Regions from separate parts of the Salmo salar genome. Here region 2 is linked to region 1. A link is a contact called in public Hi-C data. All regions are on one chromosome and are shown on one strand. The core of a region is the stretch at or near the end of the contact, and the rest is flanking DNA. Distances in the headings are between cores, read along the strand shown.

Region 1 (2,982 bases), core at 295-2,794:
CCTATTCTTTTCCCATATGAATGGCTGAACGAACCAGAAGTAACTCATTTCCGGTTATAAGGACTACAAATTGGCGAGCTCTAAATTGGGAGGACCAAAACTGCTGGTTGGAACTGGGCAGGCTAACTCTCTCATTCTCCTTGATGCAAAAAGACAATTCACTACACATTGAGAAGCCTGGTGTGGTGCAATGTTTGTAAGACTAGAAGAAGATTATAGGCCTTGGTTTGTACAAGATTAGTAGTATTATTCAACCCCTCAATGCCACACTTTTTATCATTTTAAGGTGACTTGTAGGCTAATCCAGTTTGTTATGAGTTTAACTGGCCCATTATGCATGACAGGAGAGTGAGACCCTCTGGTCTGACTGACATAGGTATGCCTGTCAATTTACATCAACAAACATACATTAATTCCAAAATAACATATTTCAAGGTGAAGTCAGCAATATGACATCATCATACCATCTCAGTGACTTCCTGCTTACAGGTTTTCCACTAGTTACCACAGTCACAAAGTACAGATTGTCTATATCGTAAAACCTATGAAAACAGAAACGTGCTTTTTAGTCTTCATTTAGGGTTAGGAATAAGGTTAGTAGTGTGGTTAAGATTAGGTGTCAAATTAGATTTTAAGAAGATACATTTTAGAAATAGGCAGGTTCATGACTTTGTGGCTGTGGTAACTAGTGACGACCAACGGAACCCAAATCTGCCAAGAACGCAAATATTTCTCCCCTCCTTGAGGGATACTCATTGCTCAAAGATTTCAATTGAGTTTTTGTTGATTTCATTAAGTAGTTAGTCGCCCCGATGTTATGATGTCATTGATATGCAGCCAGGAGTACAAGTAACGTTCGATTCTTAAACAATGTTTATGGAGTCTACCTTATGCAACTGGTAAGACAGCTAGCTAGCTCAGTGAAATATTTTACAACATTTTCCTGGGTGAGAACGTTCAACCAGTATGCATAGCGCCGGGAATACTCTCTGCCCAAGACAAGTTTAGCTAGGCACACGGTGGTAGCTAGGCTGGCTAGCCCTGGTTTAAATTACAGAAAACTGTCAAAACAAGAAATAGGAAGTGAGCGCGTATGCACACTCAAATGAGCTTTGGTGTTTTCGATAAATAGTTATAAGCCATTACGGTTTTTCAAGATAATTATTTCGTTTTTACAGATGACCTAGAAATGGCTGGCTAGCTGGAACCAACTCGCAATGGAAATTGCATTCACGTTGACGTGGTTAAGAAAGCCCTTGGATTCTGCTCCCTGTCCAGGCCCCAAATCGCTGAATGAACCGCAGAGCAAAAGTAAATCACGAATCGCAGACATATTTCTTACCGTTTGATATTAGTTTGGCAGACAACTGCCGTACAAGCTCTGGTATCTTGTCCCATTGCCCTTCCGAACGGCATCGTTCTATCTCGGTCTCGAGTCGTGACCCAGACTTTCTCGCTGTCATCTTCAGACTCCGGCGTTAGCAGAGACCAAAACACGACAGCCACGAATCATCAGCTGCGGTACGGGTTGGAATGGAAACAGCGACACCCCCGGTAGCTGTCACTCTCACATCTGTCAGATGTTGAACTGTCAATGTTTTTTTTTATTCAGGTTTTATTGCCATTTTCAAAAATGCATGTAAGGACATATTCATAGCTATGTATTATATCACCATGTTTGTTGTGTTTAGCCAACTGTTCTAATGTTTACAATGTACAACCAGGCAGTCATGATGAAATAGAAATACTTTAATACCACACATTCATATTGATACTTTATCCCAAAAGGCTTTACTACATGCTGAAATCTTGCTTCCAAACATATCCCTTCCAAGTAAGTTTTAAGAACAAAACAGTTCATTCTTTTCACACTAACATTCACATTAGTGCCCTACAATACACATTTAAAATATTGAGCTTATTCTTGGCAGTAGAGTTTGGGCAAGTAAAAAAGCCTTCTAACCCAAGTCATATGAATAATAACACTTGGCTGTTTAGGTAGGAGAAACTGGCTGTGGTAGACTGTATTGCTAGAACTTTTATCTATTGGAATCTCCAAACTACTCCAGCTCTCTATGGTTTAGGGGCATATCTTTAGTAAAACCTGCTCAATATAAAAGGTTAAAACATGCAGGCCCACTTTATTTTGTACATTAAAATGATGCTCCAGAGCTTTTGTATAATTTGAGCCAGTAGTTTTAAAATTAGTTCTCATGAACCAAACAGGTCCCTGAAAATTGTGCACAATTGTGTATTACATCATCCACTTAAGATCCTGGACTACATCTTTAAGACACATATTGGTTCTGCTCTAGGCAACACACAGCATCTCAAAGTGCAGTATGAGTGTCATTAAGACAGACGGCAAGAAACAAATGAATACTACATTGGAAGGTGCAAGACATTTAGCCAACTTAAAGATATAGACAGTCATTTCAGGTACCCTACCAGTAATGTAATAGGTGATTAAAAAATACAAGTAGAACTGGCAGAGACGGGTATGGCAAGAGAGAATAATGGATATTTGGCAAGGTTACAGTACATTGGAGGCTGATATACTGTAACTTTCTATAGATCTAACAGTGTTGGTCCATTTATATTTTACATTTAAGCTATGGCTTTGAGCTACTGTTGAGGCAAACCTGTAGAAAATCAGAGTCTGGAAATTCATTTTCTCCATATCTGTTTTTATCTTGCCCACTAAAGATGGCATTGGAACATACAGTGAGCTCCGAAAGTATTGAAACAGTGACCATTTGTTGTTTTGGCTCTGTACTCCAGCACTTTGGATTTTAAATTATACAATGACTATGAGGTTAAAGTGCAGACTTTCAGCTTTAATTTAATTACGGATAGTCCTGAATGAATCGTGAATAATGATGAGGAGAAATATAACACCCCCCAAAAAATGCTAACGTCCAGTTATTGTAATGGTGAGAGGTTAGCGTGTATATTTGTGCATCTAACTTTCTCACTCATCAT
Region 2 (3,443 bases), core at 502-3,001, 140 kb after region 1:
CAGCTCCGACACACTCCCCTGGTTAAAAAGGCAAAGGTAACAGGGTCAGAGGTTAATAAAGAATTTCCATTTTCCAGCCATCTAGATTTCGAATAGAAGTAGAAGTATAGAAGTAGTGGTGTATGAAGTGCTGATTCAAACTCTGAATTCATTAGGTCTAATGGTTTAATGAAGAAAATGAAAATAATGTTTATGTTGTTACCTGGGGTCTACGGTGGACCAGCTTCCAATCCACTTCTGTTCTGGAAGACTGGCAGGAGAAGATATCATAATCAAACCAAAATAGGCACAGCCCATGCTTTGTCCCAATAACATTGTGTGATTGTAGGCTTATTTAGTAACCTATATTCAGGACTTACCTATCAAACCAAGCTTTGATATCTTTAGCCAGAGTCTCCTCGGGATAGATCTGGTTGTCCCTCATATGGAGCAGGATGGCCTGCAGCCCGTCCTCGTGGCCCTGATGAGAGAGACCACACTGGAACAGGGCCTGCCATGTCTCCTGGTTGGGAATGAGGCCCTTCTCCATCAGCTCAGCATACAGGGCCCAAGCAGTGTCACCGTCACCATGCAGCACCGCCCCAGCGATGGTATCGCCGTAGTTACGCGGTGATGGCGTGATAGCCCTCTTGATGTTCTCCAGAATGGTCAGCGCCTCCTTCCAGCGTTCTGTCCTGCTGAAGCCTTTTATGAACAGGCTGGAGGCTCCAGTGTCTAATGTCCTGAACCGGCTCCTCATGATATCATACATGTCAAACACCTCAGAGTGGTGGCCGCTGCCGACACACAGGGTGAGGTACCGCAGTAGCAGCTCGTAAGACAGCGTACCGGTATCCATGGCAACATAGGCCAGCAGGGACTTGGCCACGTTGATGTCTGTCCCATCGGCCAGCATTGATGAAATCATCCGGACGTCAAAGCGATCAGGATTCGGTGAAGTCAATTTTAGGCTCTTCCATTCTGAGGCAGTGAGAGGGTGGTCTGGGGGTTCCACTCTCTTGTTCTTTCTGGGGAAGTCTGGTTCCTCCTCAGCCCTCTTCTTTTGGTACTCAGCAGTTCTCTTGGCTGTCCCAGCAGCAAACACTGACTTGGGAAAAGGGAGCCTCTCTCTGATATTGAATTCCCTCTGTCTGTCCTCTTTCCTATTGTTACCTGCATGTCTACTCCCTCCTTTAGTGCATAAAAGTCTGGAACTAACTGATAGCTTGCTAATCACATTATTCAGGGGAGTAAAGCCAGCAGTGCTTGGATTAAAGAGTGGGCTAATGTATTTCAGACATATTCTTGTTTTTAATATCAGGAGGGAGCTCATAGTTAGTAACAATATACTACTACTGTACACTGTCAGATGTGCTGTCTCATGTCTGTGTTGAACAAAAAAAACAGTCAAGTGAAGTCAGGGATACTTTAAGAAACGAGGTTCAAACTAATTAGCTAGCTAGAGACTTTAATTGACATTGCCTATAAACAAACAACCAGCTTGCCGGTTTTATTATTTCGATAAGGAGTCCGGAGACCCAATATCTACATGCACTTGTTTTGGATGATAATTTGGCTAAATAAATGTAGCTAAATAACACTTTACGGAGTATTCACCTGCAGAAGAAGGCATGCCTGTGATCAGAAAGTCGCATATCATGACGTCACAATCGTGTGACATTTCAGTTCAGAGGTCACGTCGATAGCCGACCAATCCCAAGCGAGCTACGATTGTTTAGAGATTTTAGAGACGCTGGAGTTAAGAAGTTATCATGACTTTGGTTTGCTAGTTTTCATGTTATTACGAACAAACAGAAGTAAAATGTCAAACGATAAGTTAGTGCACTGGAAAGAGCTTTTGAAAAGAAGATTGGCATCCTCCATGAATGGTTTGCTGCATCCATATATTGGTTGTGTTTATTTAACTAGCTAGCTAGGCAAATTTCATAGAAACCTGAATAGCTAGTTAACGTTGCTTCTTTATTTTTGAGTAAGAAGTACCTATTCAGCTAGATAACTAACTACAGGTAGCCACACTAGCCATCTACCCACGTATTTCAATGATTGAACCTTCACACAGCCTTATTGTGTCAACCTGTTACGTTGACTTATCAATTTCTGTTCAGATCAGAGGGCTGAGGAGAAGAAAGTAGACGAGACAATACTCTTTACTAAAGAGCACAGAACTACAAGAACATTCCACGCTTCTACTACAGGGCAAGCAATTGCATTTTCTGACAATCTCTAACATTCTAACTAAACATTTTAACTAATCAACAATTTTTTAACAGCTTTATAGCCTAAAATAATTATGATATTATTGACGTTTTCTATCATTAGCCTGCTTCTGTTTTACTTTTTTGAGGGGCTGAAAGGATCATGTTTAATGAAGTCTTTTATCTTTGTGACCCATATAGCTTCCTGCAGAGGATTAAGTTCTCAGACAGAAACTGCTAGAGGAGTCCAGAGCCATCTTTCTGCAGAGGAAGAGCCTGGAGCTTCTGAACAAATGAGGAGTTACAGGTGAGACTAACATCTGGCAGAATCAAACAAATGTTTATTAAAATAGAAAGCTTTACAAGCACCGGAAAAGTGCATAAGTCTATTCAAGTAATCAAACCTAATTATTTTACCAAAATCTTCTTTCTGTTATATAGATCCTGTGGTTTCTGCTGGACAAACACCAAGTGTCATCCATGACAGGAGATGAGGCGATGATAAGCTATGACTGTTTTCTGAACTTTGGAGACAAAGCAGGAGTAAAGTGCAAGTGAGTACTCTGCATATTAGTCGTTTTGGAGCCACAAAGTTTTGTGCTAATCTTGAGCAGAATTACCTCTGTGTACATTCACATTAGCCCAAAGGCTGGTGTTAAAAGGCGACATGAATGCCGTGATGATGAGACATAGTGTATTTGTAAGCTAGGGGTTTATTCAACATGATGTAAAGGCTGTTGAGTTCCATTTCATTCTTAAACGGAAGATGTAGTTCATAGGCCTTTCGCTCTGCCGCTCTGCTTCAAAAGAATTAACTACAACTAAACAGAATTCAACAGCTTTTACATCACGTTGCAGAGCGTTTAGAGCAGGTCTGGGCAATTCCAGTCCTCGGGGGCCTGATTGGTGTCACACTTTTCCCCCATCCCTAGCAAACACAGCTAGGGCTGAGTCTCCATGACATGGCCGGACAGGGTTACCTCTGCGAGTCTGTAAGCTCTCTACCTACTATTATACTTTCAGACCAAAAGCTTGTGTTGTTGGCTCCTTACTGAAATAGGGATATCCCTTCCCTCCTTACTTTCTCATGATTCCAATTGAGGTTGCCCATTTGTGCCTTTCAGAGATGTGAAAGATGATATGTACTATGACCTTGAGGCAGGAACCAACCTCTTGTGAAGTATCTCTGGTTACAGTAAATGGTTTTCTTATTCACTGTGACATCATGTTTTTCTCAGTGACCCTTTT

Evidence for each region. A called contact is a pair of places that touch in the nucleus more often than the background predicts.
Region 2: a Hi-C map of gill shows a contact between it and region 1, with 2.5 times the contacts expected there. The contact joins the promoter of LOC106600826 here to the promoter of ttc7b in region 1. A contact is called at or near these places in 2 of 3 Hi-C or Micro-C datasets (gill and muscle).

What each region holds. Positions count from the first base shown.
Region 1 is chrssa01:35,368,522-35,371,503 of Ssal_v3.1, forward strand. It overlaps ttc7b (tetratricopeptide repeat domain 7B), which reads right to left and starts at 1,545. Exons shown (of 21, transcript XM_014193280.2): 1 at 1,343-1,545. The coding sequence starts at 1,463.
Region 2 is chrssa01:35,503,910-35,507,352 of Ssal_v3.1, forward strand. It overlaps LOC106600826 (serine/threonine-protein phosphatase 2A regulatory subunit B'' subunit gamma), which reads left to right and starts at 1,752. Exons shown (of 12, transcript XM_045694748.1): 1 at 1,752-1,760; 2 at 2,164-2,196; 3 at 2,397-2,486; 4 at 2,488-2,502; 5 at 2,637-2,749; 6 at 2,844-2,895; 7 at 3,128-3,187. The coding sequence starts at 1,752. prorp (protein only RNase P catalytic subunit) reads right to left here and starts at 1,871. Exons shown (of 8, transcript XM_045717297.1): 1 at 360-1,871; 2 at 203-250; 3 at 1-18. The coding sequence starts at 1,312.